2 separate regions of the Mus musculus genome follow, and region 2 is linked to region 1. Evidence: chromatin contacts called from public HiChIP or PLAC-seq data. All regions are on one chromosome and are shown on one strand. The core of a region is the stretch at or near the end of the contact, and the rest is flanking DNA. Distances in the headings are between cores, read along the strand shown.

What was found. HiChIP or PLAC-seq counts read pairs in DNA pulled down with a chosen protein or histone mark.
Region 2: a contact with region 1 is called in an H3K4me3 HiChIP or PLAC-seq map of bone marrow-derived macrophages, with 5 times the contacts expected there. The contact joins two enhancer-like sites.

Annotation. Positions count from the first base shown.
Region 1 is chr14:63,908,627-63,912,481 of GRCm38.p6, forward strand. All of the region lies in intron 6 of Pinx1 (PIN2/TERF1 interacting, telomerase inhibitor 1), which reads left to right. Among named protein-coding and RNA genes, the nearest start is that of Sox7, 33 kb to the right of the region's middle. Within about 2 kb of position 1,780, at least 26 of the 459 cell types and tissues checked have an H3K27ac peak or open chromatin away from gene starts, as enhancers often do. A contact at or near this core is called in bone marrow-derived macrophages, where this site is marked.
Region 2 is chr14:64,656,753-64,660,435 of GRCm38.p6, forward strand. All of the region lies in intron 1 of Kif13b (kinesin family member 13B), which reads left to right. Among named protein-coding and RNA genes, the nearest start is that of Kif13b, 6.1 kb to the left of the region's middle. Within about 2 kb of position 1,394, at least 69 of the 459 cell types and tissues checked have an H3K27ac peak or open chromatin away from gene starts, as enhancers often do. A contact at or near this core is called in bone marrow-derived macrophages, where this site is marked.

The DNA.
Region 1 (3,855 bases), core at 530-3,029:
CTAACTCAGCTCGGTGCCTGTCATGTTGCTGTCTGCTCTGGAAAGTTGCAGGAAGGGCTGATAAAGGACTGAGGACAGAAATCTCAGCTCTTATCTCTCCCTCGCACACGGCTCAGTCCTTTTCCTGTCCTCAGACAGGGGACATAAACGGCCATCTCCTGGCAGCCAGAACTTCAAACAGGATTGGGCTGGCCTCAGTCTGGAGTAGCCTAGAAGGAGAAAGTGGGTTGTAGCCGCCGTCTGCAAAGTTGTTCAGCAGCACCACTGAGGAGTGAGCTGCCTTCCTGGTGGGCACATGTAGCTTTTGCACAGCAAAACGCTTTAGACAGGCACACAGAAGCAGCAAGCATGAGGAGGCCTGCCAGGTGCCCGTGCGCTAGGCCAAGGACTGCTTTGTTTGCTTAGCGTTTTGCCAGGACACATGTTGGGTCTGAAAGGATTAGATTTGAGTTTGGGTTTGTTGACAAGTCAAACTGCTGTTTTTCAGGGCCTTTGTGATAATGAGAAAGTGACACCCAGAAGGCCTGGTTGAGGGAGCAGAAGAGTAGAATAACAGCTCATGTGCCCTCTGTCTATGGAGATGGCCGTGACATTCTCTCGTAGGTTTTCAGCCTATGGCATCATAAAAATAGGGTGACACGGAGCCTTCCTTTGACTTAGAGCATGGGGAAAGCTAGCAGAGAGGACATGTTCCTGGCATGCCATCTGTAGGAGTAGGGATAACTAAGCCATCCCTGTCCTCTCTGCAGTCCAGCCTTGAGTTCCTCCTTGCTTACCTATCTATCCCAGTAGGTGTCTCAGAAAATGGGTTTTCAACTTCAGACTTGAGTGTTGAGGATCAAGGGTTGTTATGTGTTAATGTCTTTGGAAGAAGTGATTGCTTGAATAGTTTTAATGAACAACTGCCTAAAGTTGAGATTGTATACACTTCAATGTTGCATCTACTACATAATATTAACAATCTGGTTTTATTCTTGAACGCTTGTTAGTTACTTGTTGCTAAAGGATGTGATGTGAAATAGTCTAGGCTGTCAAGCTTAGCTGCTGTTTTCCACTTGTGCTCTGTGCTGCCCTAGGAGCTCTAGGAGCTCAAGAAGGGAAGGGAGCTACGGTCCGCTTAGTCAGAGTCACTGTAGTCAGAATTCTAATTCATTTTTCCCTGCCACATTTATTCCTAAGAATATATTTTAAATGATTGTCTAGACTGACTCCTACAGAGTTAAAAAGAGTCTGTGAAGGTAGTAACCTTAAATAGTATACAAGAAGTGAGAAGTCCCTTGGGTCTTTGCAATTTTATTCTCTTAAACGTGTTTATTTGAGTAGCACCCTGACCAATTATGTCTAATGAAGGTGTTGTACTCTACAAAGATCTTTGCTCTTAAGACCCTGCTCTCTAAAGTTTCACACCTTAACGAGTTCTGATACCTTATGCAGTGATTTTAAAATATTTACAACAGTCTAAAGTCTTTTTAAACTACTTTGCACTTTTAGGATTTGAGCTGTTAAGTTTCCTGTGTGACTTTTTTCAGTCTCCTGTAGAGGAGAAATGGAGGAACCAGAACTCCCTGGAAGATGGGAGCCCTACACAGCTGTTAGTGGAAGCCATGTGTCCTGCTTCTGGGGGAGAACCAGTTGACCTAGAATTATAAACAACAGTCAATGTGGATTATTTTTAGATTTCATTCAAAGAAGTTGGTGCCTATGTCACATTGATCACTTCTGCTTTGGAAGAGCCTCGTTTATCTTGTGGCCAGTATGAGATGAGATGCTGCCATGTGAGTCACTGCAGCTTCTAAGCCTGAGGACCTTTCAGGGAGGCCGGAAACTGCTCTATTCCTTCCTCTCTTTTCCCCAGAGGTGGCATGACTTGTCAGTGATTCTGATGTCATGACTTGAAAAGTTGTTGCCATGGAGAATGGTCCTTCTAAAACATGTTTATGTTGGCTTTTCCTAATGAGAGGTAGCTTAAGCAGCTGACAGGCGAGTGGAAAAGAAGTAAAGAGAGGAATGTGCAGCTTTGTTAACATTGGCATTCACGTGAGGAGCTTGGCCTGCAGAAAGTGAGTTGCTATTTGCTTCCATTCCTACACAGAGGGCCATTTGTCTGTGTATGAATTCCAAGGAAAAACCCAGTGCCTAACTCGAAGGAAACCTCTGCACGCTCCCAGGGTGACCCAGAGTTCTCATTCATGGCAGATCACCTGTGTTTTCCAGGAGTATTGTTCCCTGCTCTTTGAAAGCCCACAGTGGCCCAGTCCTGCTAGGTTAGCCTTCGTCATTAGCAAAAGACTGCTAAAGCCCTCCCTCAGTTCCAAGGGTTTCCAGCTGTCTCCCATTGCTCAAGGTGGGTGTGTTCCTGAGACCTTGGAAGTGCCTGCAGCCTTGGGTGGAAGGAGCCATTCCTACTGCCTGAAGTGCAACAGTACCAAGAATGTTTTCCTCTATAGCCACAAGTTTGGTAGAAGATTCATTTTGACTATAGACCTTAGCAACCCCAGTATACGGTTCATCTTCTTCCCCTAAGAACTTCTGCCTTTCACCTAAAAGATATACTTTACAGTTTTGGCATATTCAAGTTGCCAGCATTGCTGTTCTTATGCTTTAGACTTTAAAGTTCATTGAGAGAAATAAGGGGGCTCGAGAATGTAACTCGGTTGCTAGAGTGCTTGTCTAGAATGAGCAATGCCTGGATTCCATACTCCCCACCACATAAACCAGACATTGTAGTACATGCCTGTAATCCCAGCACTCAGAAGGTAGAAGCAGGAGGATCAGAAGTTCAAGGTGACTCTGTTTCACAGGGAGTGAGGCCAGCCTAGACCCCATGAGCTCTTACCCAAAAAGAAGAAGGGAAGAGAAAGGGAGGAAAAAGAGGAGGAGGATCCCTGAACACAGTACTATGCTATCACAACATCTCATTGCATAGGCAGCCATCAAAATGACAAAAGTGCAGATAGCTTATATAGTATAGATTCACTGGGCAAAAGATGATTCATGATCTAGGCAGATGGACAAGATTTCATTGCACTGATTCAGAATGGCAAGCAATTTACTAGAATTTTCCACTTAGTTTATATTCTGCCATCTTAGCAGAATACCTGAGGCAATTTATAAAGAACAAAGATTTATCTCTCAAAGGCTGAGAATTTTGATAGCAAGGTACCAGTATCTGATGAGGGCCTTCCTCCTATGGCTGCAAGCATCACACAGTAACAAACGTATGAGCTCATGTCTCTTAGTCTTCTTGGAAAGTCACTCATCTAAGCCTGTGGCCCTTCACTACCTCCAAAGGCCCTGCCTTCAAATATTCTTAACCTGTGAGTATTAAGGTTTAGTTTCCAACACGTGAACTTTCAGGGAACACATTCGAACCTTAATACCAAAAAGAAACCAAGGATGGGTGTGTGTGTGTGTGTGTGTGTGTATGTGAGAGAGAGAGAGAGAGAGAGAGAGAGAGAGAGAGAGAGAGAGAACAAAACAGCTGGTATTTCCAAAAGCTGTCAGTACTGTGGTTTTAAAAGCAGATTGTATTTTAAAATATATCCATTAGGCAGATGTTCACCCAGCACCTGTAACAAGTACTTGTGTAACTAAAGAGAAAATATTTCCACAAATATTTTACTGAGGAAATTTGGGCTTTATAGTTATTTGAAATTCATGTAGTTTCACATGCTATGATATAGTCTTCATTTGGTTCTCTTGCCCAACTTCTTAGAAATGTGAAAATAAATCTACTTAGGTGAACATGAGAACCCACAGCAGTAATTTCTCAGTCCCTGTTTTAGGGAGCTCCTTCTTCAAATCTCTGCACAGTGGGCATCTTACATGTGACTGGGTTCTGTACCCCTTTGCACA
Region 2 (3,683 bases), core at 144-2,643, 750 kb after region 1:
TGGGGAGAGCAGAACTTGAACCCCTGTGTGTAACTCTATTAGTGTGGCCATTGGTGACTAGAAACCATGTAGCCAGGGGACCAGGGCTAGCAGAAGCTGTGAAAGGAAATGGATTGCTCTTGTGGAAAGGATTTTGCCAAAGACCTTGTTTGTGTTGCCCTGAGTTGTCTGTGTCTTCAAGTGTGCTGTATGGTTTCTGTATGAGGAAATGACTGTCATGTGAGGAGAGATGATGAAAAAAAGATAAACAGGTAGAGCACACTGCTACTTATTAAGTGCCAGGTGAGTGACAGTGACACGTAGGAATTTAGAGGAGTGAAAGACCTCTGCATACCTGGTGATTAGGGAAGACTTCACTGCTCCTGGAGGGCAGATCTGGGTTACAAACATTCCCAGCAGGAGGCCTGTGATTTCCCTGGGTGGGAGGGGAAGGCCTTGGTTCTTTGAGGAGGAAGCCAAGCACAAAGGCACGAAGGAGTAAGGCCTGTTTAGGCAGCAGAGACTAGATTGGCCTGTCCTAAAGGCGGATTCTGCAGGGTTGACTGGAGGAAGGGGTGAGGAGGGCTGGGAGGAGCTCGGGACTCCTGGGGACAGCTAGGCCAGAAGTCATCTTAGGTGGCTGGTCCAGAGCTCTCTAGACTTCATTTGGCCACAGGCATGAAGGAGAAAGATTGCTGGGTTGCCTTGCATGCAAGCTCAGAAGACTCAATAGATGGCTGAGTCCTTGCCATAGTTGAGCAGGTCTAAAACCTACTTGATAGACATGAAACCAGGTGAACAAGAAGTCAGAGGAGGCTCGCCATACTCAAGTAGCCTTGATTCAGAAGATACGGGGCAACTTCAGAAATGGGAAACTTAGAAGGCCCTGTCTATCAAGGAGGAGATAGGAAGAGTTCTCTAGGAAGTGAGGGGCCAAGCCAGGTGGTTTTGACCTTGGTGTTGATCATAGGGAGGCTTTGGATCTTTCAGAAAGATGTCTGACAAATGTGGAACCACAGGTGGCTGAGGCTGGAAATTTCTGACAGTGTTTGCTGAAACAGAAAGTAGTTGTTTGCACACATCTGCATGATGTGCCAATATCCAGTGAGACACCCCCACCATTACAACACTATTCCTGCTGTCAGTCCAGGGACAGAAACTTGGGTCTGTACACAGAGGACTGGAGCCCTTTGCTGAAGGTATAGGCATCTTTGTTACAACCTGTGTTACCATTTCTGTCACCTCTGTAAAACCATGACTAATCCCTCACTTTTCCACTTCTTCAGTTCTGAATGCGGGAGAAGGCACTGATAAAGCTATTACTTAAGGAGATGAATTGAGGCGTTTATTGAGTGGAAAAGGATTTATTGATCTCTGCTTACTGATGGCAGGACATGTTCTCTGAACAAACTTGGCAGAGATGAACAGTGCCTTGTGGGGAAGCATATGAAGATCCATGACTGAATGGTTTTCACTCATGCAAGCTGTGGAAGCCTTAGAAAATGGTATTCATTAACCTATCCAGTTTAAGTATTGGGTGAAGAAAAACTATAGTAACTACTGTTTCTGTTTTTCTTCTGGAGTGCTGGGGCTTGTGGAAGTTGATTTTTTTTTTTTTTTTCCCCACCTAGTGTGTAGGTCCAGGGACTCAAACTCTGTCAGGATTGCAGTAAGCACTTTCTGTGGACTGGATTATCTTGCTGGTCCTCTGATAGGGATCTTCCAAAGACCTGCTCCAGTAGCTGTGCTGAGTTCCTGTTTGTTGCTGGGACTCTAACCCAGGGCCTTTCATGTTTCATGTGGCTTTATCATTAGCCCAGTCCCAGGACTTCCTATTTTCTATTGTGAGTTACAGAGTTTACTGTCTTTGGTATTTTTTGGTTTTGGTTTTTTTCCCTCCACAAGGCAAACATCTAAGTAGCGCAGGGTGTTTGCAAACTTGCCATTTTTCTGCTTCAGCGTCCCAAGTGCTGGCGTGTACGTGTACTGATAAGTTATTCTTCGTCAGTGCAGTGAGCCAGTTGAAGCCAGATTAGAGTATATATAAGTAAGTTTATTGGGAAACTGTTCTCTGGTAGGCAAATTCACTGGGCCCAAGGAAGGAGACCAGGGAAGTCACATGGGAAGGGAGACAATAGGGAAGGGAGGGGAGAGAGAGAGAGAGAGAGAGAGAGAGAGAGAGAGAGAGAGAGAGAGCAAGCCAGCCTCAGGCAGAGAGGGAGGAAGATAGGCAAGAGACCAAAATGTCTGGATAATATAGGGAAGAGCAGCTCAGCCCCTGGGCTGGAATGGAAAGTTCAAGGTAGAGGGGTTGAGTGTACCAGGTAGGGACTGAGGGATGCTAGGAGAACTTGCAGTGCAGGTCTGCTGTGATATGTAAAATATGCACCTCAGCCATTTGTTCTGGGGCCTGAAACTAAACGCGCACTATTACCTGGTGCACAGTTGTAGCTTTGGTTTTTGTTTGTTTCTTTAGATAGAATCTTAGTTTGTAGCCCTGGCTGTTCTGGTACTTGTTATGTAGACCAGGCTGGCCTTGAGCGAGCTCACAGAGATGAGACTGCTTTTGCCTATCATCTGATGGGATTAAATGTGTGCATTGCTATACCTGGCCCACAAATAGTTTTTAGAAAATGCACAGGCTTACTGTATTCTTCAAGCTGAACTTTGAAATGTTTTCGTAGAATTTCTATATTTCACAATCCCAGAGAAGGGGATTATTTTTTTAAGGTGGTTCCACGTGGGAGAGGTTTATTGTGCAGAGGCAGAGGGGTGGCGAATCGGGTAGAAGGGCAGAGAAGAGGAAAAAGGGGGGGGGGGAGAGAAGAAAGAGAGAGAGAGAAAGAGAGAGCGAGAAGGGGATTATTAGCCTTGTAGGATAATCAAACTAGTATTTTGGGTGCCTGCCATCAGAACTTGTGCTTTTCCTGGGCCTCTCAGGAACCAGGCAGATCTGAAGACAGATGGTAGTCAGAGGAACCTGGCAATTCTGAGAGGAATGGTCTTTCTTCCCTTTGCATAGGGTGTCACTGTACAACCTAGTGAGAGTCAGGCTGGCTTCAAACTTACAACAGTCCTACCTCAGCATCCGTAGTGATGAGTAAACACAGGCACGAGTCACCATGCTGGTAAGTCACTATCCTGACCAGAGGAACTTAGGTAACAGCAGGTGGCACAGGCCAGTTCGTGATCAGGCTGCAGATGCTTGTGCAGTAAGTAATGACAGTTGTAGAGCAGTAGGGCTTGGGTTTGAGCATGCACTGCAAACAGTCCTGGCTGTCTTCCTTGCCTCCAAGGCCCATGGTGCTGATGTAGAGGGGTTCCAGTGAATGCTACAAATGAAGTGAATTCAGATGGTGTTCACCTTGGAGCACTGAGCTTACTGAATCCACCTCAGGTCTGCTTTAGATGACGGGGTGCATGCTGGTGGCTCTCGCCAACAAGTGCAGGAGAGGCAGGTTTTAGGGGAGGTGTTGGAGACAATGAACCATGCTCTGAGTCATTAGCCAGCTTGAGTCAATGGGGATGTGCCAGGTACTGTATCTGCACCTGTTGAGTTAGCTGTTACAGGTGCCGGGAAGACACTCAGTGGTTACCCACAGTTAAATGGACAGAGGCATTGTGTAAGAGAGACTAAGAATCTGTACAGACCTGGAGCCATTACTGTAGAAGAGAGAATTTATGTTAGGGCCTGTGTGAAGGAA